Regions from separate parts of the Mus musculus genome. Here all the other regions are linked to region 6. The links are chromatin contacts, called in public Hi-C, HiChIP or PLAC-seq and promoter capture Hi-C maps. All regions are on one chromosome and are shown on one strand. The core of a region is the stretch at or near the end of the contact, and the rest is flanking DNA. Distances in the headings are between cores, read along the strand shown.

Evidence for each region. Promoter capture Hi-C pulls out the DNA fragments that hold promoters and counts their contacts. Hi-C and Micro-C count contacts between places; a contact is called where the count stands out from the background. HiChIP or PLAC-seq counts read pairs in DNA pulled down with a chosen protein or histone mark.
Region 1: a contact with region 6 is called in a Hi-C map of muscle stem cells, with 2.9 times the contacts expected there. The contact joins the enhancer-like site here to the promoter of Stt3b in region 6. A contact is called at or near these places in 5 of 39 promoter capture datasets (the C10 cell line, embryonic stem cells, hippocampal neurons and 2 more), 11 of 484 Hi-C or Micro-C datasets (adipose-derived mesenchymal stem cells, cerebellar granule neurons, cerebral cortex and 4 more), 15 of 115 datasets of contacts at active chromatin or transcription factors (acute myeloid leukemia, astrocytes, cardiomyocytes and 12 more) and 1 of 9 other capture datasets (embryonic stem cells).
Region 2: a contact with region 6 is called in a promoter capture Hi-C map of erythroid cells, with 17 times the contacts expected there. The contact joins the promoter of Cmtm6 here to the promoter of Stt3b in region 6. A contact is called at or near these places in 1 of 39 promoter capture datasets (erythroid cells), 1 of 484 Hi-C or Micro-C datasets (embryonic stem cells), 6 of 115 datasets of contacts at active chromatin or transcription factors (the NIH/3T3 cell line, bone marrow-derived dendritic cells, extraembryonic endoderm stem cells and 3 more) and 2 of 9 other capture datasets (adipose tissue and liver).
Region 3: an H3K4me3 HiChIP or PLAC-seq map of forebrain shows a contact between it and region 6, with 5 times the contacts expected there. The contact joins the enhancer-like site here to the promoter of Stt3b in region 6. A contact is called at or near these places in 1 of 39 promoter capture datasets (hippocampal neurons), 2 of 484 Hi-C or Micro-C datasets (cerebral cortex and cortical neurons) and 6 of 115 datasets of contacts at active chromatin or transcription factors (SST interneurons, embryonic basal ganglia, embryonic forebrain and 3 more).
Region 4: an H3K4me3 HiChIP or PLAC-seq map of embryonic limb bud shows a contact between it and region 6, with 2.8 times the contacts expected there. The contact joins the enhancer-like site here to the promoter of Stt3b in region 6. A contact is called at or near these places in 3 of 39 promoter capture datasets (the C10 cell line, the HPC-7 cell line and hippocampal neurons), 4 of 484 Hi-C or Micro-C datasets (cerebellar granule neurons, cortical neurons, embryonic stem cells and 1 more), 10 of 115 datasets of contacts at active chromatin or transcription factors (acute myeloid leukemia, embryonic forebrain, embryonic hindbrain and 7 more) and 1 of 9 other capture datasets (embryonic stem cells).
Region 5: a Hi-C map of the G1E-ER4 cell line shows a contact between it and region 6, with 4 times the contacts expected there. The contact joins the enhancer-like site here to the promoter of Stt3b in region 6. A contact is called at or near these places in 1 of 39 promoter capture datasets (pre-B cells), 5 of 484 Hi-C or Micro-C datasets (the G1E-ER4 cell line and peritoneal macrophages) and 9 of 115 datasets of contacts at active chromatin or transcription factors (astrocytes, bone marrow-derived dendritic cells, effector CD8 T cells and 6 more).
Region 7: a promoter capture Hi-C map of pre-B cells shows a contact between it and region 6, with 2.9 times the contacts expected there. The contact joins the promoter of Dync1li1 here to the promoter of Stt3b in region 6. A contact is called at or near these places in 2 of 39 promoter capture datasets (liver and pre-B cells), 3 of 484 Hi-C or Micro-C datasets (the G1E-ER4 cell line, embryonic stem cells and erythroblasts), 2 of 115 datasets of contacts at active chromatin or transcription factors (bone marrow-derived macrophages and large pre-B cells) and 1 of 9 other capture datasets (liver).

The regions. Positions count from the first base shown.
Region 1 is chr9:115,865,534-115,868,924 of GRCm38.p6, reverse strand. No RefSeq gene overlaps it. Among named protein-coding and RNA genes, the nearest start is that of Gadl1, 42 kb to the left of the region's middle. Within about 2 kb of position 1,589, at least 15 of the 459 cell types and tissues checked have an H3K27ac peak or open chromatin away from gene starts, as enhancers often do. A contact at or near this core is called in adipose-derived mesenchymal stem cells and muscle stem cells, where this site is marked.
Region 2 is chr9:114,729,604-114,732,979 of GRCm38.p6, reverse strand. It overlaps Cmtm6 (CKLF-like MARVEL transmembrane domain containing 6), which reads right to left and starts at 1,777. Exons shown (of 4, transcript NM_026036.3): 1 at 1,607-1,777. The coding sequence starts at 1,744.
Region 3 is chr9:115,941,859-115,945,409 of GRCm38.p6, reverse strand. Gadl1 (glutamate decarboxylase-like 1) reads right to left here. Exons shown (of 15, transcript NM_028638.1): 4 at 1,148-1,238. Among named protein-coding and RNA genes, the nearest start is that of Gadl1, 34 kb to the right of the region's middle. Within about 2 kb of position 2,164, at least 33 of the 459 cell types and tissues checked have an H3K27ac peak or open chromatin away from gene starts, as enhancers often do. A contact at or near this core is called in SST interneurons, cerebral cortex, cortical neurons and 3 more, where this site is marked.
Region 4 is chr9:115,845,188-115,848,826 of GRCm38.p6, reverse strand. No RefSeq gene overlaps it. Among named protein-coding and RNA genes, the nearest start is that of Gadl1, 62 kb to the left of the region's middle. Within about 2 kb of position 1,261, at least 29 of the 459 cell types and tissues checked have an H3K27ac peak or open chromatin away from gene starts, as enhancers often do. A contact at or near this core is called in embryonic limb bud, where this site is marked.
Region 5 is chr9:114,751,812-114,755,148 of GRCm38.p6, reverse strand. No RefSeq gene overlaps it. Among named protein-coding and RNA genes, the nearest start is that of Gm9888, 14 kb to the left of the region's middle. Within about 2 kb of position 2,083, at least 226 of the 459 cell types and tissues checked have an H3K27ac peak or open chromatin away from gene starts, as enhancers often do. A contact at or near this core is called in the G1E-ER4 cell line, astrocytes, embryonic basal ganglia and 4 more, where this site is marked.
Region 6 is chr9:115,309,087-115,312,382 of GRCm38.p6, reverse strand. Stt3b (STT3, subunit of the oligosaccharyltransferase complex, homolog B (S. cerevisiae)) reads left to right here and starts at 1,915. Exons shown (of 16, transcript NM_024222.3): 1 at 1,915-2,631. The coding sequence starts at 2,327.
Region 7 is chr9:114,687,248-114,690,792 of GRCm38.p6, reverse strand. It overlaps Dync1li1 (dynein cytoplasmic 1 light intermediate chain 1), which reads right to left and starts at 1,962. Exons shown (of 13, transcript NM_146229.2): 1 at 1,766-1,962; 2 at 1,511-1,584. The coding sequence starts at 1,911.

The DNA.
Region 1 (3,391 bases), core at 340-2,839, 560 kb before region 6:
GGTGTTTTCCCCCCATTAAGTTGAAATAAAATTGAATCCCATTAGAAGGTGTCAGGTGACTATAACAGGGAAATAGTGAAAGAAAGTGTAGAATGAAGGGTATTTATTGGGTAGGATCAATTCTCCAAGACCCTGGAGAACTTCTGTCTGGGTCATCATGTATGTCTTCTACTAACCATGCACCGCCGCCCCCCCCCCCCCATAGGTGAAGTAAGGATAAACACCAGGTGGGAAAGGTCCCCATCAAGAGGTCTCAACTAAATTTGGAAATCAGAGCTGGTTTCAAAATTAAATGGTCTGTGCGCCATTCACTTCCATCTCTCAGAATGCTCCTTGACATGCACTTCCACAGCCCGTCTCTGTAATACCTCACTGCTTTGACAAGCATGTAATGTTAGAAGGAAATAACATTCCAGGGGAGTTGGGCTGCCTGGAGACTCATCAAACCCGCAGCCCTGACATCTGATGAAGTGAAGGTGGTCCTCTCTCCATGCAAAGGAGGGTCTGTCTAGATCTCATCCCCTAATCATGACTGGTGTCGCTTGAGAGAATAGATGGGAATGTGTAGCTTTGACTCTGGCCTTGTGTGATCTTTGCTTTGTGTGTCTGAAATATACATGTAATATTTCAGACTGGGCAACTCTCTAGACTGACTCATTGTCAGTGATTGGTCGTCTGCTAGTGACAGATCACTTCCTTTGATGTGACCATAAGCAAGACATTGCAGGAGGAATTTGCTTCCACCCTGGTCCTCAGCCATGACTGCCCAGAAACAAACCATGGTTTGCAAAATGACTACCAGGCTCCACCCTCGCCGTACACACCCTCTCTGCATTATTGCTCTGTGGCAGCTCTCTTTTAGGAGAGACTATTTGTTTGTGTGAAGGGTCCAAGCATGAGCCATCTCCTTTTCACATCTTTGGACCCTTATTTGAACCCAAACTGACATACTGAAGGACAGCAGACCATAAGAGCCAGACACTTGTCCTCATGATGAAGTAAGTAATTAAAAGACAAGCCAGCAGCATCAGAAAACACATCTCACCTTTGAGTCTTTGCTGGATGGAGGCCAGGCAGGACCGGAATCATCCAGCTATGCCTCACCTACATTATTCACTCCTGAAGCCATGAGTTAAGTAAATTATTATTTTTTAGAGCCACTAACTTAGGTGGGTAGTAGGGGGCACAATAGCTAACTGGCATACCATTTCTAGATCAATTCTATTATAGAAAGGAGTTCTGAAATCTCTCTCTCTCTCTCTCTCTCTCTCTCTCTCTCTCTCTCTCTCTCTCTCTCTCTCTCTCTGACACTACAAGAGACCAGGCAGTGTGCCAGATGAGTAATCAGAGGCTCAAGTTCTCTGGCTTTGGAGCTAAAATTGGATCCTCTAAAGAGAAAGGTCAGAACTCTCTAAAAACTAGGCCGTGTCTAGACACAAAGCATGAGGCATAAGTGCAGCAGCTAAATTGATAGCAGTGAGCATACCAGAGGGAGCACGGGGATCACAGGTGACAGACACAGGGAGATGATGAGAGGACTCAGCAGCTCCCTCCAGTGTGGGCCATGTGCACATGAGAACAGACACACTCAGTGCAGAGCCTTCTTGACAAGGCCTGGCACACAGAGGGGAGAGTCATGTTTGTGGATAGAATATGTGACCTGAGTCATGAATGTGCATGATGCCATATTTTTTCTTGCTGATGAATGGCCTTGCTCCTAGGGAGGAGATTTCTAGAAACTTAAAAAAAAAACCAGGAAACATAATGCATTTTATAAGTATTAAAAAATAATAACACTTTGTAAGGTGTAGATGCAAATATATACATACATAGTTGTTAATATTTAAAAGTGTGAATAATACTTTAAAGCATATTAAAATATGCAATCCTTGGGGCTAGAAGATGGCTCAATGGTTAAAGTACTGGCCGTACAAGCATAAGTGCTTATATTTGGGTCCCCAGAACCCACACAAAGCCCTATGCAATGATATGAATCTGTAATCGTCACACTCCTATGGCAAGATAGGAGACAGAGACAAGAGACTCCCAGGAGGCTGGTGGGCAGCTACCCTGCCATACACAGTGGGGAAGAACAAAGAGACCTCATCTCAAACAAGATAAAAGGCAAGGATTAACCTGAAGTTGTCCTCTGGGCTTCACACACACATCATAGCATGCATGTGCCTGCATTCACACGAACACAGACAGGCACACATATACACATGTGCACACATGTGCACACACATACACACACACACACACACACACACACATACCATATATACAAACTGAAAGCTATATATGCTAAAACAAATGTATATTTATTTAAATATACTTAAATAAAGTATATTAAATTACAATATCTATTACAGTTTTGTATATACTATTAAAATGAAAAAGTATCCACAAGTATGTTTTCAATTGCATACTATATGTTACTATAGGCTTTTTATGTCTTTACAGTGTATACTGTTTTATGTATATAAAATAGGTGCATGAATTATATTTGTATTTTAATATACTGTGCTTTCTTTAAGTCATCACTTTTGATCACATGGCAAAAATAATTTATTTGTCATGAATACCCCAAGATATAGATATTCATTGAAATTTATCTTTCTCCATAAAACACTAAATGAGGTCTGAAGGATTTCATATTTTACCCAGAACTTGCTGTACACAACCTATAGATCATTTTTTCGAAGGGGACAAGCTGTCCTTAAGTATTGCTACTATTAGGTACTGGGGAGATGGCCTAGCAGTTCAGAGCACTTGCTGCCATTGTAGAGGACCAGGTCCCATTCTCCACAGCCACATTTGTGGCTGTCAAACATCTGTGATTCTACCTCCATGAGAATCTATTGCCCCCTCCTGGTCTCCATGGGGACCTGCACACACACACACACACACACACACACACACAAACACACACATACTCACACTTTAAAAAAAAAGTAATTTTAAAAAGTAAAAACAGTTGTATTATTGCATAAAGACAGTGTGCAGTCAGGCCTGTCAGTTCAGAGCAAGTCATGAACAGAGGACTTGTTAAGCAATGCCCACAAGGTGTGGGGAAAATCTAGAATGCACATGCTACAAGACTCATGGCCTGGCTTCTTCAAGAAAATTTATACAAAAGGAAAGAGAGAAGGGGGGCTGAGGGAGGAACCTCTCCAGAGACTCGGGGGACACACAGGGGCTCAATGCTGCCTGAGCAGTTCCTGAGGGACTGACTGGAGAAAGAAAGGTGTTCCTGAGACAACCAAAGCTATCGCTATGTGACAATACTGAAGAATTATCGATTTTGATCCTGACATGATATCAGAGTGTGTTTTTGAAGATGCTTTTAGAGATGCATCCTGAATGTTTACAATAAATTAATTCATATTAT
Region 2 (3,376 bases), core at 528-3,027, 580 kb after region 6:
GCTCTATTCCCATGATGGCAAATACACACAGAGCAGCTAACGACCTTTTCAAGGCAAACTCATCTCTATGGTTCAACTGCAAAACACCAGCAAAACTTCGGGTTGTGTCCTATTCTGAAGACACAGAGCTAAGGCCTGCTGAACTATAATAATGAGAATTTTTTACTCCGGCTTTAGCATTTCTTATTAGAAAAAGAAATAAAAGCAACTAAAAATAAGAGATTTTGTTCTGCACACCCATGCAGAAGACCAATAGAGATGACTTCCTTGGAGCAAACAGAAATTTCTCTGTTCAAAAGGTTCCATTAGACACATGTGTTTACTGCAGAGAAGGGCAAAAGAGAAGCGCAAAAGAGACACAATCTGGAGCTGTTGCTATAGCACAGTAGGCAGAGCACTTGCCTCGCATGCACAAGGCCCTGGGTTCAATTCTCCGCACCACATAGACCGCACGGTGGAGCACACCTGTAATCCCAGCACTGTGGAGACAGCAGTATCAGGAGTTCAAAGGTCATCCTCTACATTAGTGAGTCTAAAGTTAACTGGACTACATGAGACTTGAGACCCTGTGAAAAAAGAGTGGAAGAGAAGGAATGGAAAGGAGAGGGGGAGGAAGAGAGGAACAAGGGGAGAGAGGGAGAAGGAAAAGAAGGAGGTGGAAGGGTGGGGGCAAAACCACACCCATCTGGGTTAAAGGAACAGGTTCTGCAAATGCGCAAAGACGGGGAACCCAGGTGCCTGCGGAACCTAAAGGTGTCCACTGCAGACATCTTAGGAGGATGTAGGGGGTTACACAAGACCAGATCTACTTATCACTTGTCTCTGAATGATTTCCTCTCATCCCCAAGCTGGCACCTAAAAGCAGCGCCAGTTTTCTAACTGCTGGCTTTCTACTTCAGGAAAGTAGGTCAACTGAGTTCCAAGAATGTAAGTTCTGATTATCGGCGTTTTGAGAATTTTAAATCTTCCCAAGAAAGGCAGTGGGCCACTTTTAGCATAAATGGCTCACAAAACTAAACAAAACCCATAAACATTCTAAACAATTTGGTTTTCCGAAAAGTGTCTTCTTGAAAAACCTTAATACCCATTGGCAGCTGAGACACAGCAGGAGTATCATAATTTAAATAGCAAAGATGACTACAGTTTCACGCCTAGGCGGAAATAAAGAGAAGCAGGTTCAGGTTCTCTCACCCGCACACATGAAGCAGAAAGATGCCCTTTCGACTCTCTCTGCCTTGATCAAACTCACTGTGCAAGTTAAACACATACACAAACTATCCGACATGTTATATTGCCCTAATGGGCCAGCACCCGGAAAACCGCAAAAGCCAGAAAAGATAAACAGAAAGCACTACGTTGTCTGAAACACAAGCATTCTGGGCGATAATGAAAGAATTCTAGCTGAGAGAAGGGAAAAAGGGTTTAAGAGGCTGAGGCCGGGCCACGGGTAGGCGGTGGACGGCAACGCCTCCTTCCCGGGTAGGAAGGGAAGGAACTGGGGTGTGGAAACGGCTGCTTCCCGAACGAGGAGGCCGAGCGAGCGGCAGCCTCGAGGCATCCACCCCAGCCCTCAGCCCACAGGTCCCGGCCGCCGCCGTAGGCTCACCAGCTGCAAGCCTTTGAGGATGCGCCGATGCCAAGGGAGCCTGCCCAGGACGAAGTAGGCGGCCAGGCCGCTGCGCGCACCCCTGCCAGTGCCCGGGGCCGCCTCGGTGGTGGGACTGTAGACCGCTCCGTTCTCCATCGCCCGCAAACACTCGCTCACCCAGCTAAACTCTCGGCCGAGCGGTAGGGGGCGTCACTTCCTGGGACTCCGCCCACGCTTCCGGTCAACTCCGCCCTCCTCACGCCTCGTCACGCCCCCTCGCTTGCTGAGCTCCAGCCCATAGAATTTCTCTCCCTTTGCCACGCCCCCATGGTTTGCCGCGCCTCTTGTTCGCCACACCCCTCTGCCTTTCCTGCTCTCTGGTTAACTCTCGACAGTTTCTTTCTTTTTTTGGGTTTTTATTTTATTTATTTATTTATTTTTGGTTTTTCGAGACAGGGTTTCTCCGTGTAGCCCTGGCTATCCTGGAACTCACTCTGTAGACCAGGCTGGCCTCGAACTCAGAAATCTGCCTGCCTCTGCCTCCCAAGTGCTGGGATTAAAGGCGTTGCGCCACCACTGCCCGGCTAACTCTTGACAGTTTCATGCTTTCGATGGACTTCAGCTTTTTTGTTTTTTGGATTTTTTAAATTACACTTTGATTAATCTATCTATTTTATCTATATTTTTAATCTATCTATCTATCGATCTATCTATCCATCCGTCCATCCACCTATCTAAGAAGGAGCGTTGTGCTGAGGTCAGAAAACTATTCTGAGTCATTTCTTCCTGAGAATTGAATTCATTTTCAGGCTTAGTAACTGGCGCCTTTACCTACTGAGCCACCTCTCCGCCCTGACTTGATCTGTGTCTTTTAGTTTCGTTTCGGTCTGATTTAAAAATAAAAGAAATAAAACCAAGGTTTCACGTGCCCAGACTAGCCTAGAACTATGTACATAGCCAGCACTAGTCTGCAACTAGTGACAATCCTCCTGCCTCTGTCTCTGAAGTGCTGAGATTACAGGCACGTGCTCCTCCTCCCCTCAGCCTGTTTTGTTTTTTTAAAACTGCCAGAGATCACATTGAGGTCCTTCTGTATGCTAACCGCCCTCCTCCCCCGCGCCCGTCCCCGTCTCCCCCCGCCCCGCCCCCCCGCCCCCCCCCCCGTTGAGCTGCACCCCTCCATGCTCCTCCCACAGAGATTTGACTTATTTCTCACGTCTCACTATCTTCCATCTTTCAGATAGTCATCTTCTCATGGGCGGGAGGGGTGCACCCGCGTATGAAGGTGCAGGCTCGCGCGGGTGCAAGTGTGGAGGTCAGAAGTCAACCTTGAGTATGTTCCTCAGGCACCATCTACCCTGTTTTAGGGCAGTGTGTCTCACTGAACCTAGCTTACTAGATAGGTGAGGCTAAAAGGCTAAGAAGACCCAGAGATCAGCGTCCCGCCTTGCCAGCTCCGCCGTTACAAGCACAGGCTACATTGGTCTTTTTATATGGGTTCTAGGAATCGAACTCACATCACCAATGGCAGCCAGCACTTTACCAGCTAAGCTGTCTTCCCTGTTCTTGTTTTTCAGTATCATTGGATGTTTACAGTACAACTGAAAACCAGATCTGGATATTAAGTTTACTGCCCCGTGCCAACCAGAGACAGAAAATCCTTTCTGGCAGGACAGTTAGCAGATTAATGAAAATTTCAAAGGACAATTAACAAAAAGATTAATCAGAGTGTCAGATATTGATATATGACATGAACATACTGACCATGCCAACAGATGAGTGGACAAA
Region 3 (3,551 bases), core at 915-3,414, 630 kb before region 6:
CTTTGTGCATGCTTCTCGCACCACAGGGCCTTTGTACATGCCACTCCCACCACAGGGCCTTTGTACATGATGATCCCACCACTTGGAACTTGTCTCTCTCACCTGCTTAACCTGTACTCAACCTTCTCTTAGCTGTTACCTTTTCTCAGAGAAGACTTTCCTGGAACAAACATCCCTCCATTTCCATTTATAGTATAACACACCTGTCTCTCAGGTGTGTGTCTGGATTTTGCGTTCATTCACATTAAGGCCATTTAGTCTGCATCTTTCTTTAAACAGACTTTATAACTTCTAAGGATAGCATCAAAGGTACATGTGTTTGTGTGTATCTCTCTGTCTGTGTCTGTTTATGTGTCTGTCTGTCTAAGTCTGTCTATGTCTGTGTGTGTCTGTGTGTCTGTTTGTCTGTGTGTCTGTCTATGTCTCTGTGTGTCTGTTTGTGTGTGTTTGTGTGTCTGTCTATGCCTGTCTATGTCTGTGTTTGCCTGTCTGTGTCTGTGTATGTGCCTTTGTCTGTGAGTCTGTGTATGCCTATCTGTCTGTGTGCCTGTCTATATTTCTGTCTGTCTGTCTCTCCCCCCACCCCGTGTGTGTGTGTGTGTGTGTGTGTGTGTGTGTGTGTGTGTGTAAATCAGAGGAAACCCTTGAACGTGGTTCTCTAGTAGCCACCCACTTGTTATTTGAGGCAGGGTCTGTCACTGGCCTGGCGTTTACTAAGAGGCTCATCTGGCTAGCCAGTGGCACCAAGGAACTTCCTGTCTCTGCCTCTTTGAACTGAGATTACAATGTGTCCGCTTTACACTTGGGTTCTGAGGGCTGTACTTTGTTCTTCATACTCGTGAGGTAAGTACTTTCCCAACTGACCCATCTCCTCAGCCCAAGACTTGTTTCTGTTCAGCTGCTAATGTATAGCACAGCCCTGTGTCTCTTTTTTTTTTGCAGGAGTTAGTGGAGAGTTGCTTAACCAGGTCTCTCTGTTTGGTTGATAGGTGTACCTGGCATTCTCCCACAGCTTCACCTGGCAGAAACACCTCCTCAAACATGGCTTGGAGTCCTAGGGCTCTGACACTTCTCCTGGTTTGACTTTGCAAAAACAAGTCATTACAGTGAAACTCACGTCTCTAACCTCCGGTCACATGGTACTTACATGCTTGGATTCAGCGCCTCTGTTATAATCCGGGCCGCCAAGGAGTAGTAATCAAGGCCAGCATAGAGCTGGTTGAAAAATCTTGGATGGTCTGTAATAGGAAAACAAAGCCTTCACTTTCACAGTGACTGGGCCCCAATGGGTCGTTCACGCGTAGGTCAGCCCAGTGTGATTCCACATAAATCAGCATAGACATTTACAGAATAGAGGTAAGGATTTGCTACACCAAGGAAGGGCTTCTCAACTGAACAGGGCCACAAAGGGCCTCTCAGTTCTAGAAATGGTCTGAGCCTACTCTGTGCCAGGAGCTGAGCGAGTCCTATTTGTGTACCTTATTATATGTAAATACATGTCAATTTTTAAAGTACTTAGCATATATACAAGAAAAACTGTTAAAGTTCCTTTTCTATGTGCGGATTTGTGTACATGTTGATATATGTATTTATGTGTGTGTGTGCACAGGTCTATGTATGCACATGTGTGTGTATACATGTGTGTGCCCCTACAGGCCAGAGGTTGGTGGCAGATGTCTCTCTCAGTTTCTTTCCACCTTAGTTGAAAAGGGAGTGTGTCATTCCACCCTGAGCTTGCCCATTCACCTATACTGGCTGACCAGTGGGGTCCTGTGAGGTGACTGTCTCCCCATAGCTGAGTTTTTAGGTGCATGAAGCCTCACCTGGCCTTTAAGATGGGATCCAGGAAGGCAGAACTCCAGTTCTCATGGTTGTGTGGCCAGCAAGTCATCAGAGGATCCATAAGGCCCTGTGGTCTCCTCCTCCCACCCCATGAAGTGCTTAGGCATAACTCTTTCTCCACATCAACGTTTCTCAGTAAAACTGGAGAGACTGAGAGCTTTGCTTCACCTTCCGGTCTCTCCTGCTATCCACAGCCTCCTGAGCCCCTGAGAAATGGTCCCTAACACCCTTCCCCTAGTGTCACGGATTTCAAGTGTTCACCTATAGTGACAGTCAGGGAGTAGCCTTCCCGTTCCTCCTGCCGAGCAGCCTGACTGGCAAGAAGCAGATGGGGTAGCAGCTGTGACTCAGCACTCAGTTCAGACACTTCCGGATTCAACCTACTTCAAACTCCATCTTTAAAATCTTGTTTGTCACAGAGTAAGAGCCCCTTCCCCCCTCCCCCAACTCACTGCCCTCACTCCCATCTCTCTCCTTACTTAAAAGGTCTCATAAAAGTCCCCGGCTTTCCGAGTGTGAATCTTCACACCAAACCCAGGCTCACCCGCTTGACATTCTCAGACATAAGAAACACAGCATGATAAGAAGCACAAAGGCAGGGGGCCTTTCTAATTTGGGATGTGTGGGGGAAATGGGTTTGGTTATAGAATTTAATGTGGGTTTCCCACCCCCCACCGCCTCTTTCAACCATGGGTTCAATAAAGAAAACCCAAATCGAAGCAAATGCCTTTTCAATTAAAGCACAGAAAACTCCCTCTGATCTGGCAGAGACAACCAGACATCTCTACAAGTAATTTTAATAGGCTTTTTTAAAGTTCTGTGTTAATTTATGATTGATTTCCATGGTAACATTATGGAAAATACTCAGTAAACTGAAAACAATCTACTGCATTAAATGTCACTCCCGACTTCTGACAGGCACTGTAATAATGAAGGAGGTGCCTCTGCTTAGGAGATTCTGACTGGGTTTTAGATATATGCGCCAGGCTTTCCCAAGGGAACTTAATCCAATTATTTTTAGTCGGGATTTTATGGTGTTCTTTCCACTAAATTTAGTTCAGTGTCAGAATTCACAGAACATAATGCCTGTGTAGATTAAGACACTGGATTACCTTCTCAGGACTGGAAAGTGTGCATATTTCAGAAAACCAGCCCCACCTCCCGCTTTGAAACATCTTCCGTGGGTATTTGTCCTATGGTAGCAATCAAGCAGGTGGTACAGCACCACTGTTTACTGTTTACTGAAAGCCACAATAGTGATGGCATTCGTGTGAAAATCGCATCAAGACCTAACATTTACTGGTTTGGGTTTTTGTTTGTTTTTCATGAGTCTCAAATATCCAGATGGCCTTGAACTCACTATGTAGCAGAGGGTGACCTTGAACTCCTGATCTTCCTGCCTCCATCTCCTGAGTGCTGGGATTATAGGTACGAGCCACCATGCCTGGTTTATTTAGTGACAGGAATAGAACCCAAGGCTTTGTGCATATTAGGCAACCACTCAACCAACTGAGCTATATCTGCAGGCCTTCTATTTCTCTTATATCTACCTAAAGATTCTAATTTTTTATTTTGATTCTGACACATTTGACTAAGTGAGTTGGTAATTTGAAATTGCCAAGAGTAAACCAGTATCCTCTAAATAAATCTATTCCTGAACTTTTTCTTCCTTCCTTCCTTTCTTCACTTCTTCTTTCTCCTTCTCCTCT
Region 4 (3,639 bases), core at 12-2,511, 540 kb before region 6:
TTTCATATGGGTTCTCGCAATCAAACTCGGGTACCCACCGCACAAGCAAACGTTGTATAGACAGTCATCTCCCCAGCCCTTGTTAGCTTTTAAGTCAAGTCATGCAAAGTCACCAAACAATAGAAATATATGTAGCAGCAATTGTCCTTTTAGGTCTTTCTAATTCACAGGGCTCTTAAAGCAAGATGCCAAGATGCAGTCCTCTGCCTCCACCCCAGGAGGCTCTGTCAATGGGACTGAGTTTCCAGATCTTACGTGAGGGCTCAGACCAGTCTCATGAGGAAGCTGGTATTCCAAGTGAAAAAAACCTTCCCGTTTTAGGGAGATGGAAGAAGGAGGAGGAGGGGAAGGAGGAGGAAGAAGAGGCAAAGGAAGAGAAGAAGAGGAGAGGGAGAAGGAGGGGGAGGAGGAGGAGGGGGAGGGGGAGGGGGAGGGGGAGGAGGAGGAGGAGGAGGAGAAGGAGGGGGAGGAGGAGGAGGAGGAGGAGGAGGAGGAGGAGGAGGAGGAGGAGGAGGAGGAGGAGGAGGAAACGAAGAAACCTGAATTTTTTTTCTTTCCTTTTCTTCTAGTGAAAGAAAAATATTCAGACACTTTTCAGCTTGGTCAAGATTAATAACTCATAATCTGACGATATTGGCTTCTGTTGGAGTAGATATCAAGATTTATTGACCCATGGAGTAAATATTAACGGAGGTGAAACGTAGGTTAATAACAAACCTCGAGGGATAATACATCTTCATATTTGCTGAAGTAAAGAGCCAGCTCCTATATTGCTCATACATACATTCAAAAGCTCTTTAACCAAAAAGCCAGGAAGTCTCTCCGCTGTGACGGATTGTTTAAAGGTACCGCTGAGTCTCTCAGTTTGTATTAACCTTGTTTGGGGAAGGGGACGCAGGAAAAACAAAATGTGAATCTCCTCCCCTGAGCGTCACCAGCAGCCAATCAAATGTAGTTACTTATTTACATATGAGATTTGATTGGAAGATGCTGATCCTAATCAGCTGCCCCCTCTTCAGTCCCCTAATGTAGGCCAGGCCTCAGGCTGACATGCTAATCTCTCCCCACCTCATTCTCCATACACAAAAGTAAAATGTCCTCAGCCAGTAACTTCATACAGACTCAGATAAATCTGTTCACCGTCAACGAACTTCATAAAGTAATGTCTATTAAGGAAATTGGTTTTAAACATAAAGAAATACAGGGAATGAGGAGATGTCTCAGCGGGCGTAGTTTCTGCTGCCAGGCTTAAGGAGCTGAGTTCTGACCCTCAGCGTGAATGAGGGAGGGTGGGTGAAGGATTTAAGTGCCCAGGGTAAGTGATACCTGCCCGAGGAGTGTCATTTTTTAGGAACGCTAAGGGACCTTTAAGGTCAAATGGTTAAGAGAATGGGCTTAGGTCAGAACATGGTTCCCAGTACCCACATGGTGGCTCACTACTGACTACAATACTAGCTCCAGGGGCCCAGCACCCTCTTCTGGCACCCTCAGGTGTACACACACACACTCACACACACACACACACACACACACACACAATCTGTTATATGGCCAAATGACTTCAAACTTTGTGAATATCAGATGTAAGTAAATCATAAGTAACCTGAACCATGACCCTGTTGAGCCCATTAATGTTAACACTTAAGTTTGGTCACTAATTGTGTGTTTATGTGTACATATGTGTTCATGTGTACACAGGCACATGTATGTGTATAGGTGCATGTGCATCTGTGTGCCTATGCCTGTAGAGGCCAGGGGATGACCTTGACTGTCAGGATTCAGGTACATACATCTCTCTTTTCTTGTTGTTGTTGCTGCTGCTGTGAGACAGTTTCTCACTGACCTGAAGTTTGCCAGGTAATCTAGGCTGTCTGACAGGAATCTGCCTAGGTCCTTCCCAGTGCGTCATCACTAATAAGCTGGGATCTAGGGACTCGAACTCAGGTCTTCATGTCTGAGAGGTAGGTGTTGGCATTTCTTCTAGGCTCTGCCCCACAGTTACCTGACAACAGCCAGGTGTGCCTGGCTCCTGAAAAGGAGCTGCTTGCTCCCTCCTCATTCTCGTTCTTACCTTTTCCTCCCTCTTTCCATTCTCCATTCTCTCCCCATTCCCCTCCCCCCTCTCTCTCTCCAGGTGCTCATGGCCAGCCTCTACTCCTCTACTCTCTCTCTCTGCCTCTCTCTCTCTCTCTCTCTCTCTCTCTCTCTCTCTCTCTCTCTCTCTCTTTCTCCCTCTCTCTATTTCCCTGGTCTCTACTACCCCCTCAACTCTCCTCCCCATGTCCTAAATTAACTCTATTCTACCTCAGAGGAAAGGGATATCTCAGCATGGGCCCACTGAGGCACTCCCTTCCCCCACACCATATTGTGCCTCCACCAAACATATCCCTGGCTTCTTTTTGTTTTTTATAAAACACAACAGTAGGTACTTCACCAACTAAGCTATCTCCCTAGCCTAGTAGCCATTTGAAATATCAGGATACACTGCTCTTCTTCAAGAAATCATTGGGTGACACAGCCATACCAAACCCATATCCTCAGAGGTCCAAACTCAAGTCTTGCCAAATGCCAACTAGCAGCTGGCTACAGGAAGGACAGGCTCCTGTCTCTAATTTTTCCAATGTAAGAGCTCACCATGTGTCACAGTCCCTACCGCCCTCTGCCTGTCCACACTGGGGCTAAGTGTCAACAGCCAGGTGTTATCACATCCAGAGTGGGGCGTTTTCTATCCTATAATAAAAAAGAAAGAAGCATTTATCTTTATACCCATGTGTTTTTCAGAAGTGGAAAAATTCCCAAAGACTGAGCCAGCCGCCCGGCTTTGAAAGAAACGCATGTGCTAGACTGATTTTTTAAAGAACACGGTGAGAATCTGTGGTTTAATATACAAACAAGGTGCATTTGAAGTTGAAGAAGAGATACAGTCTACACCCATGAGGAAACAAAACATCAGAAGAATCCTGGCAGGAATGCACACGGCTCCATGTTCTGTCGAAGAAACCAATGCCACAGCAAGTTGCTTCTGCAGACGTGAAGTGTGTACTGGAAGCAGCGGTGCTGGGCTTTGCATGGGATTTGCATGGAGGTACACTTCTTACATCCATGACATCTTACATGTCGCTTGCCCAGGTAGATATCTGCATTTCTGAGCTAAGCATGCATACCATGATGTAGTTAGAGAAACTGAGGTCAGAGCAGAGTCAAGGATTGTTCTTCCTGCATGTCTGAGCACTCCACCCACCCCTAGACCGAGAGCTCACTTAAGAATGAAATTGAGCTTCAAGGTAATTCAGACCTGAAAATAAACCAAATAACCTTCCTTTGTTATTCAGTAATGAACCTAACCTCTTTTCAATAATCCCGAAGTCCCCTCCTGATGAAGCCTGTTTCCACATCAGTGGCCTGGATATCATGATCAATACTAGGGCTCTGACCGTGCCTCCTTCATCTCCTCCACAGAGTAGCTCTGCCTGCTCTTTGTCCCTGTCCCCCATTTGCAAAAGTCATGTGACCTCACCACCTTCTGCTGCTCTCCACTCTGCCTTACTCATTCCAGAGACTCTTAGAAGGGAACCATCACCTGCTGCTCTTCACTTAACCCTCTCTCTCCCAGCCTAAGGGTTTATTTTTTGGTTCATA
Region 5 (3,337 bases), core at 834-3,333, 560 kb after region 6:
ATGCCCTCCTCTGGTCTCAGCAGACACTGCATGAATTTACAGGCTGCAGGAAAAACACTCGCACATGTAAAATGATTAAGTCTCAATGAGAGAGAAGTGTGATATTATCACCTTACAGTCACACAGACCAGCTAGCCACCAGTGGCAAATAGCAATGGTGCAACCCTCGCTGTGGGCATCTCTCCCTGTCCAGGCTGTGAGGGCTGCTGACTCCGTGTGGCCTCCCTGTACCACAGTGAGACCTGTCTGTTGAAACCTTGCCTGCAGAGGAACAGGAGAGAACAGGGCTGCAGCCACCTCTCTGCACAAGAGCCTAGGCTCTTGCTCTCTCTCTCTCTCTCTAGTAAGACATGGAGTCTCTATAGCCCAGGCTGGCCTTGAAGTCCATACATACCCAAGGATGCCCTTAAACCCCTGATCTTCCTGCCTCCCTGTTCCAGATGCTGGGATTATAAGTATAAACCACAGACCCCTCTGTGTTTATCAACCAGCCTTACAATAAGTAAATGTCATTTGTGTTATTAGTTGTGGATATTTGCCGATTCCCTGTTCTATAGAATAGACTTTCAAGAATGAACTGAATTGAAGAGATTTTTCCCTTTTTTTTAAAGATTTATTTATTTATTTTATGTATATGAGTATGCTGTAGCTGTCTTCAGACACACCAGAAGAGGGCATCAGATCTATATTGCAGATGGTTGTGAGCTACTTTGTGGTTGCTGGGAATTGAACTCAAGACCTCTGGAAGAGCAGTCAGTGCTCTTAACTGCTACACCATCTCTCCAGCCTGAAAAGATTTTTTTTTTTTTGCTATTAAAAAATAAATTTAATTCACTTAATAGAGTGCTCATCCAGCATGCAAAACATGCCCTCAGTGAAGAAGCCTGTGGTGGTCCGTTCATAATAACAAGGCAGAAGTGGAGACAGGAGGATCGGAATTCAACCAAGGGCAGGCCAGGATAGACCAACCTTTACTAAAAACAAAAAGGTAAGTGTTGTGTAACTCCTGCATTCTGGAGGCTGAGGCAGGAAGATGCTAAGTCTGAAGCTAGCATAGCTACACGTAGGGAGACCTTGTCTCAAAAAAAATAAAATAAATAAAAAAGTAAAAATGTAAAAATCATTTTAAGGTATCTTTTGTTGTTTTGGTTTTGGTCTTTTTGAAACAGGGTTTCTCTGTAGCCTTGGCTGTTTTGAAACTAGCTCTGTAGACCAGGCTAGCCTTAAATTCTGTGATCCACTTGCCTCTGCCTCCCAAGTGCTGGGATTAAACAAAACAAACAAGCAAAAAACCCAAAAATTTAAGCCACCACGATCCCAAAAAAGTGAGTTCCAGAACTAACACAGAGAGACTATATATATATATATATACATATATACATATACACATATGTATATATATGTGTATATATATATATTAATAATAGTTGAACATTTTTTTAAAAGTTTGTAAGAAACCGGTATGAAAGATGCTTCTAACCTTACAATGGCCTGGGTGACCAGCTCCAAGAGGCTTCCCCTCAGAAAATACTCACTACCTCCTGGGAAGGTGAGGACAGTCAGTAGGTTCCTAAGATTTTACTGTCTTCTTATGTATCTAGAAAAACTGCAAAAATAAAAAATATCCTCATGCGCGCGCACACACACACACACACACACACACACACACACAACCGATTGGCTACCACCTGAGGATGATCGCTGTCCGGATCAGTCAGGGTTCTCTAAACTGCGGCAGATCCTGCCTTCTGGGCGCTTCGCTTCGGAGGTGGCAGCTGGCCCAGGGCTGCCAGCTGCTCACTGATGCCAGCTGCCCCAGTGACCCAGAAAATTGGAAATCTGGGCCTTCTAGCTAAGCATCTCCCAATCTGGAAACGTTGCCAACGAAACCTAGAAACGAAGCTGAAACCAAACAAGCCCTGTCTGGGGGCACACCCGGCCGGCTCGCCCACTGGCAAGTGACCCCGCGCGTGTCCTGGCGGTAAAGCGGGGAAGTCCTGCTGAGGCCCGCAGGGCTGCCAGCTGTTTCCTCTGCGGCCTCGCCAGGCGGAAGCCTCCCTCCCCTGCCGCAGTTGTGCATGCCTGCAGCAGCCTCTCCTCCCAACCGCGCTCTACTTCCTAGTTGCAGAAACTCCACCCTTAGGTGGAGGCCACCGACTTGCGCCCACTCGTGCAGCGCGCGCCCCCTGGCGACCAGAGGAACGCACTGCCACTCCTGCCCGGCCAGAGCAGAGGCTGAGGTTCTGACGTAGAGCAGAGATGTGCACACTTCTGTGGACGCACAGATTAGTCATAGTCTTCCATTCAGGGCACACAATAACCACTGGCCCACGCCTGGCCGTCCCCTTCCTACCTTCAGATTAGCTTTCCCCTTAATTTCTCGAGAGAGATAGCTCTCTCTCAAGCACGCGCACACACACAGGATTTATTAGAGTGGCTTGCAGGGGACACAGGCTTGCCCAGATACTTTGGTTCTCGTAGATTGCAGATGTGGCCGAGTTGACAACCAAGATTAGCCATCACATGATGCTTATCGTCTCTTGCGCCCATCTTTCTCTTTCCACCATCACTTCCGGAACCACCGATCACCACACAGTTGCTTTTCTTATGTTAGTTCTACTCTAGAGCACATGAGTTCATATGTCAGCAGGGGACATCCCCGTGTAGCCTTGGTGGCTTTATTTGCCTGTCACCCTACTGGCCTCAAGCCACACCTTCTCTCCCACATCCTTAATTTATTTTAAAGATAGGGTCTCAGTGGAGATAAAGGCACAGTCCTTTAATCCCAACACTCGGGAGTCGGGAGACAGAGGAAGGTGGATCTCTGTGAGTGCAAGGCCAGCTTGGTCTACAAAGTGAGTTCCAGGACAGCCAGGAATATAGGGTCAAACTCTGTCTCAAAAAAGAAAAAAAATAGGGTCTTACTCTGTACCTATGTACCCCAGGCTGCCCTGGAACTCATAATGATCCTCCTGTCTCAGCCTCTCAGTCTGGGATTATAAGTGTACACCACTGTGTTGGGCATCTCCTTATTTTTAAAACATTTATTATTTTTATTTTATGTGTTTGAGTGTTTTGCTTGCATGCATGTGTGCAAACATGCACACATGGTACCTACAGAGGCCAGGTTAGGGTGTCAACTCCCCTAGAGCTGAAGTGACAGATAGTTGTGAGCCACCACGTAGGTTATATAACATGTCTGTTATTCCAACACTGGGAGGTGGAAGCAGAAAGATCAGAAGTTCCCTGCTGAGAGAGGCGGGAGGAAGAACAACAAAAAATACAAATACAAAATGTTGAGGACTGTATAAACATTTTATTTTATACACGAGTGCTC
Region 6 (3,296 bases), core at 666-3,165:
ACCTTCCTAATGCTGTGACCCTTTAATACAACTCCTTGTGTTGTGGTGACCCCCGATTATAAAAATTATTTCTGTTGCTACATCATAAGTGCCATTTTGCTACTGTCATGAGTCACCATGGAAATACTTTTGGAGATAGAAGTTTGACACAAGGATCAAGACCCACAGGTTGAGACAGGAGGCTAACCTGGTGTGTCAAAAGGACCAACATCTGAGCATGTAATTTGACCTCCACATGCTATGCCTTAGTACATGTATGCCCACTCTCACACACAAAGATGAAGGGATGGTCCCACACAGGTGACTTGTGTTTTATAATTTATTGTTAATTGTTTCTACTCCCCTTCACATGGGGCCTCCCGCGATTAAACAGCCAAGAGGAAGAAGACAGAGAAACTCATCAGGGAACATCTGCAACACCAGAGACACCCAAAATGTCTAAAATGAGAGTCGTCAGATAAATTCTGTTATTTTAGATTAATAGAACATTGGCTCATGAAACATGGGCAAAAATAAACGCTGCCATTTTAATGTGCACTTTTCTGAGAAAGGCCATGTCACCTCTTTGTTCTAAGGGATTGGTTAATATTCCACTATGAATCTCATTAAAATTTACATGTTTAATAAATGTTGGATATTAAAATGGTGGTGAGGAGGTCTATTTATGGAAGCTGTTCATTTTCCCTGATGAGAGTCTATTTATTTTTATAAGGAAACCGGCAAAGTTAATCACCAGGTTGGGAGTGGCTGAGCCTATTAGTTAGGTACATTTGTTCATTTACCTAACCTTTGACAATGAGCAACGGAACATAATTTTATTTTGCAAATTTACAGGACTTAATCTTTACACACATTTTAAAGATTCTGGTGTTCCCTAACAAGATGGACAGTTGTGAATGTACACGAGAAACCAGTGAAATATTAGCCGGCCCTTGTTTCTACATTAACCTCTGTACCTGCCAAGAGGGCTTCTAACACTGCAATGACCCTCCGGATCTTTAGTTCTGACTTTTGTCCTTTTGGGGATGGGCGGAGCTAGTTGTGGAGGAAGGAGAAGGTACAAGCAAACTGCCCCAGACAAGGAAAAGTTCCTACGTTTCAGTTGGCTAGAGTGAAAATTGGGCAATAGCTAATACAGTCCAGGAAAAGTTAATTTGGTGACGGAACGTAGGCAGGTGTAAATAATGAATTCTTGCAGTCAAAAGATTGAGCTGCAAAAAAAAAAAAAAAAAAAAAAAGTCCTGGAGAACACAGCAAAAAGAATGTGACATTTATGTGTGTGTCCGCCTGGCTACATCTTACTGCAGCTCGGACGACATCTGCCCACTCCAAGTTTTCAGAGCAGCAGGGCGGGGACAGAGAATGTAGCGACCCAGCCACTCACTCTGGCACGTTCAGCACAGCGGCTGGACCCACGCGCCTAGGGCCCCGCACCGCGCCTGCGCGCCCCGTCACGTGGCGGGCGCCCCGCGCTGAGCGGGTTAAAAGTCACGGCCGCCGAGCACCCGGCCAAGCCGTGCTCTCTGTTCCTTCGGTCGACTGGGACGTGGGACCTTCTGCTGCTCGAGTCGGAATCCGCGCGGGGAAGCGAGCCGAACCTCCTGGTGCCCTTCCCCAGGGCCCCGAACGGGCTCGCGCGCGAAACCGCGTCTTTCAACTGACAATGAAATCGTAGCCACGGCCGGCGGCGAATAGGCGGGAGGCCGCGAGGCGGAGGGGGTGGAGGGCCATTCAGCCGAAGCCCCGCCCAAGGCCCCGCTCGCGCTCCTATTGGCGCACGCCGCCATTCCGGCCCCGCCCCTTAACGGACCTGTCGCTCTGTGACAGGCGGAGGGGCCAGTTCCTGTTGGGCGAGGGGGCGGAGTCAAAGGTTGCCTGAGCTCCGCCCGGACTCCAGGGGGCTCCTCCCCTTTTGTGCTCCTCGCGGCTGGGCGGGCGGGGGAATGTCATTGCCGCTCCGAGCCGCCGCTCCTCTGGCGCCCTCGTCCCGTCGGCTCTCGCCGCCACCGCCGCCTCCTCAGCCGCACGGGGGACACGGATGGCTAGTGGGGCGCAGGGGCCTTTTGGGTTGAGACCGCGACGGTCGCGGCCACTGTTGAGGCGGAGACTTCGGATCGCTGCCGCCTCCACCACCCCCAGTGTCCCGGCCTCGCGGTGCTGAGGGCGGGAGCGCGCCCAGCTCTTCCTCCGCCTCCGCCTCCTCCTCCTCCTCGTTGTCGTCGCCGTCGCCCTCCTCCTCCTCCTCTGGGTCTCCGCCCAGCACCCCTCGCTCCAGGCGGCGGCGGTGGCCGCGGAGGACGAGCGAGACCCGCCGCCGGGGCACAACATGGCGGAGCCCTCGGCCCCGGAGAGCAAGCACAAGTCGTCCCTCAACTCGTCCCCGTGGAGCGGCCTCATGGCTCTGGGGAACAGCCGCCACGGGCACCATGGGCCCGGAACCCAGAGCGCGTCCAGGGCGGCGGCGCCGAAGCCGGGGCCCCCCGCGGGGCTGTCCGGGGGCTTGTCGCAGCCGGCCGGGTGGCAGTCGTTGCTCTCCTTCACCATCCTCTTCCTGGCCTGGCTGGCCGGCTTCAGCTCGCGCCTCTTCGCCGTCATCCGCTTCGAGAGCATCATCCACGAGTTCGACCCGTGGTGAGTGTGCCCGCCCTTCCCCCGCAGGCAGCCCGCGGTCCCCGTTTGTCTGGAGCCCCTCGGATCCCACCCGGTCTCCCGCGGGCCGGGCCGGGCGCGCCCCCTGCCCGCTTGGCGAAGTTTGCCTGGGAGCGGAGCCTGGGTCCTCGGCCGCCGGGGTGGGCCGGCTCCGCGCGGCGCCTCTTCGCCGCCGCGCCCCGGCTTGCTCCGGGGGCCCCCTTCCCCACGCCCTCTCCGCCGCAGCTTTGCGCCTTGTTGCATTTTATTTCATTTCTCTCCTTCCTGCCATCGGAGCAGCCCCGGGATTGCCTTCTGGCTGCTGGTGGTGACTGGAACCCCTTGTCCGCTCAGCCTCGCAGTTTCATGCTTTCTTTCCGGGAGAGTGGAGTGTTAGAATGTAGGGGGGGAAAATATTATCCCGAAAGCGAGCGCAGTGGTAGCGCCTCGTGTTTTTCCAGCACCAGGTATTTTCCGGAGTGTCTCTTTCCCCCCTAAGGCCCTTAAGTGCTCTCAGCTCGCCACACTATTTGCACAGTTGTATTGCGTTGCTTTTTAGAGCGAGATCGTTTTTCTGTTAGCTGAACTCTCACCCTCGTTGTTGCTACAATATCCGACTGGGTTGCATGAGTTCTTTTATTGGTGTCTGCTGGAAGGTCTGTGGAGAA
Region 7 (3,545 bases), core at 713-3,212, 620 kb after region 6:
ATCTACCTACATTAATAACCTGTCTACAGTAGTAATTACAAACAGTCCCGGAACTGGTTTTTGTTTTGTTGCTTTGGGGCCCTGTTTTATTTCTGCCCCATCAATACCGCGTATTTGGGCAGTAATCCTTTCTGTTTTTAAGGAAGAAGACAGGCTTACTGGGCACAGGGCAATGGGAGCAGCAGGCAGAGCCACAACTCAACTGGGGGGGGAGGGGGTAATTCACTTGCTAAAGACATCCCAGGAATGCTTTCTCATTCACTCCGGTCCCTCACAGGATTCTCTGCGGCCTGGCTTTACAGTGAGCCATTTGGCTCTCCCACAGTTCCAGGAGGTAGGGACTGTTTCTCCATAACTCTCCTTTGAGAGATGAATGGACCGAGGTTTGTGGACAGTAGCAGACTTGCGTCAGATCCGCGTGGTTTGTACATGTTTGTACTCAGTCCTGGCTATCTGCACGTGGTGCTTTCAATCACAGGAAAAGACACAATGCTAAGCTTTCAACGAGCTTGACCACAGCTTCCCAAAGCACAGGCATGTGTTGTGTTGTGTTTTGTGTGTGTGTGTGTGTGTGTGTGCATGTAACTGGTGGTGGTGGGGTCATAGAGAATGAGTCATTTCTTCCTACCGACTCATTCATTGTCACCCGTGGAGAATCTCAGGTAACTAAAACTCTTCAAGCACAGTTTCTCAGCCTTTTGGCTAAAATCAAAGAGTCTGAAGTCTCGAAACACCCACTTCCAAGTTGTAAAATATTACTGTCACCCTATTATACACTCCAATATCCTGCATGTAAAAAGAAAAGGTGGGGGTTGGAATTCCTCCCAGAGCTGGAAAGACCTGCAAAACTGTTAAGTGGGATTGTTTATTGTCCCTGGGTCCTTTATCCTCACTTTGCAGCCAGTAGATTTAAAAAAAAAAAAAAAAAAAAACCTAAGAGAAAGGGGAGACATGTCTCCCTTATTCCAGCCATTCCGCTGAGGGCACTAAATGAGAACGCTGTTCTACTGCCCTTTACAAATTTCAGAGTTATTAGGTGACAGTTAAAAAGGCAACTGCAACCCGAGCACCCAGCACTGGGAGAACGGGAGAACGCTGATTCAAATAACACTCCTCACGACCCAGTCTCTGGCTCCTGTCAATTACACAAAAGAGTCTGCTATTAAATATTGATGGCATGCATTTGCGCTGGGGCTCTCACCAAGAGCCCTCATGCTACCAATCTCTGTCAAAAACTGTCCCCGTCTTTCTAGGTAGAATCCCAGACCACTGGGAGTGCCTCGGGTGTTATGTTCATTCTGTCTCTCCCAGAGGAGATGACAGAGCCACCCCACATCCCAGGGAGGAGAAAAGACCGGAGGGTCCAGGCCGGAAGGACCAGGGACCCCTTGTCCCCCCAGCTGTCAGCAGCAAGCCGGGAGGCGGGGCGCAGCCGGGCCCGAGTGTCCGCACAAAGGCAGTGGGCGAACGGATGTGACCGTGCACCCGGGCCACATCGGATATCACTTACCCAGCAGCAGCACGTTCTTCCCGGTCGGGAGCTTGGAGCGCGAGCGCGTGGAGACCTCGCTGAGGATGCAGGACCTAACAGGGAGCAAGGCGCAGGCTAAGTAAGGCCGGGCCCGACCGAGGACGAGAACCGCCGGGCCCAGCTCCCGGGAGGCCCCGCCCGTCTCCCAGCTCCCGCGGGGCTCGGGGATCCCAGAGGCGTCCGCCCTGGCGAGGAGATAACCCGCGGGGGACCGGAGAGGGGTGCGGTCCTTACCAAAGGTTCTGCCCGTCCTCATCGTCGCCCGCCGCGGGGCCGCCGCTGCCCGACGCTAGCTCGTTGGCTAGGGGTCCGCTGGCGTAGGTCGAGGCTAGCCCGGGTGGAGATGAACCGAACGAGCCGACTCGCCCCACGGCCGCCATCTTGGTCGGGAATCACACCACTCCTGACAGGGCTGGAAGAACGAAGCGGCGACTGCGGCGGCGGCGGCAGCAGCGGCGGACGGAACCCGGATATGGACGCTCCGGGCTCGGGAGCCGACCGCGCCTGCGGGGGCGGGGACCAAGCCTGAGGGCGGGGTCTGGGGAGGGGTTGTCCAAGGAGCAGGGCGCTGCTGCACATGCGCGGCAGCAGACCGGGTCGCGCATGCGCGGCCTGATTCTCTGCTTGGACTGTGGTAATGCTGGTTTTCCCTGTGTCTCCAAGCTGAAACGCCGCCCAAAGTGCACCACCCGTCATCCCGGTTGCCCGCCGGGCGTGCCGGGCATGTCAGTAAGCGAAGCAGCTTCCCACCTTTCAGTGGGGCGGTAACCTGGGACCGGCGTGGATATCCAGCGCTGCCCACCCTTCAGTTGGGCCAAGTGGGGTTCAACAGCCTTAACTACCCCGGTCCTGGATTTCTGCTCTTTCCTCCTTAAATTCTAAAAGGACGATGAGTACCTCAAGGTGGACCCACATCTGGAGCCGGTTCTTCCAGACTCTTTGCGACTGCGAGACATAAATGTTGGCAACACTTGGAAAATTAATGGTCTTGATGGATTTGTGTTTTGGTTTGTTTTCTGATGGGAATCTCACGTAGCCCAGGCTAGAGTCTTTACCGATCTGCTTGCCTGTGGGTCCTAAGTGCTGAGGCAGGTGAACCGGTGCACATCACTATGCCCACCTCTGGTCTGATGTCTGATGTTTCAGATTCCTGTGAGATCTGAAAAGACTCCCTACAGGAGTCGGCTCTCCGTTACCATGGTTAATACACAAGCACGGAGAACCTAAGCCAGACCCCAGATAATTCTCTACTAGAACTTGATTAGCTAAATATAATGGAAAATCTAAGGCCTGTTTCCAGAAAGAGTCGATGGCTTTAAGGCTGTCGTGCGCCCCATAAGAACAATTGCTGAAGATAGTCTGACTTTTGAACATTTTTTCCCCTTACTTTGAAGAGAGCTCGTTCACGTGACCCGAGTGATGATGCTACTATGCAAGCGAGAAAATCCACAACCCCGCGCTGCATTTGCTACAGGCACTGCATTTACTAGGGTTTGTCCACTCGCTAATCTCGAGTTCAGACCCTAGTAATGTGGGATAAAGGGAAGATTAAATGGGATGATTCACATAAAAGATTTATAACTGTGCCCAGAAAATCATAAGTGTTCAGCGCGTGGTAATTACTGTTTTTATTTTTAAATCTTCTGTCAAAGATATATTTATTACTTTATGTATACAGGTATTTTGCCTGGATGTATGTCTGTGCACCACATGAATGTCTATGCCCTGGTGCCAGTAGAGGCCCGAAGGGAGCATCAATTCCCTGGAACGTGGATTGGGTTGAGAGCTAGCATGTGGGTGCTGGGAATTGAATCTAAGTCCTCTGGAAAGGAGCAAGTGCTCTTCTATTTGTTTGTTTGTTTGTTTGTTTATATGAGTACACTGTCACTGTCTTCAGACACACCAGAAGAGAACATCATATCCCATTACAGATGGTTGTGAGCCACCATGTAGTTGCAGGGAATTGAACTCAGGACCTCTGGAAGAGCAGTTGGTTCTCTTAACTGCTGAGCCA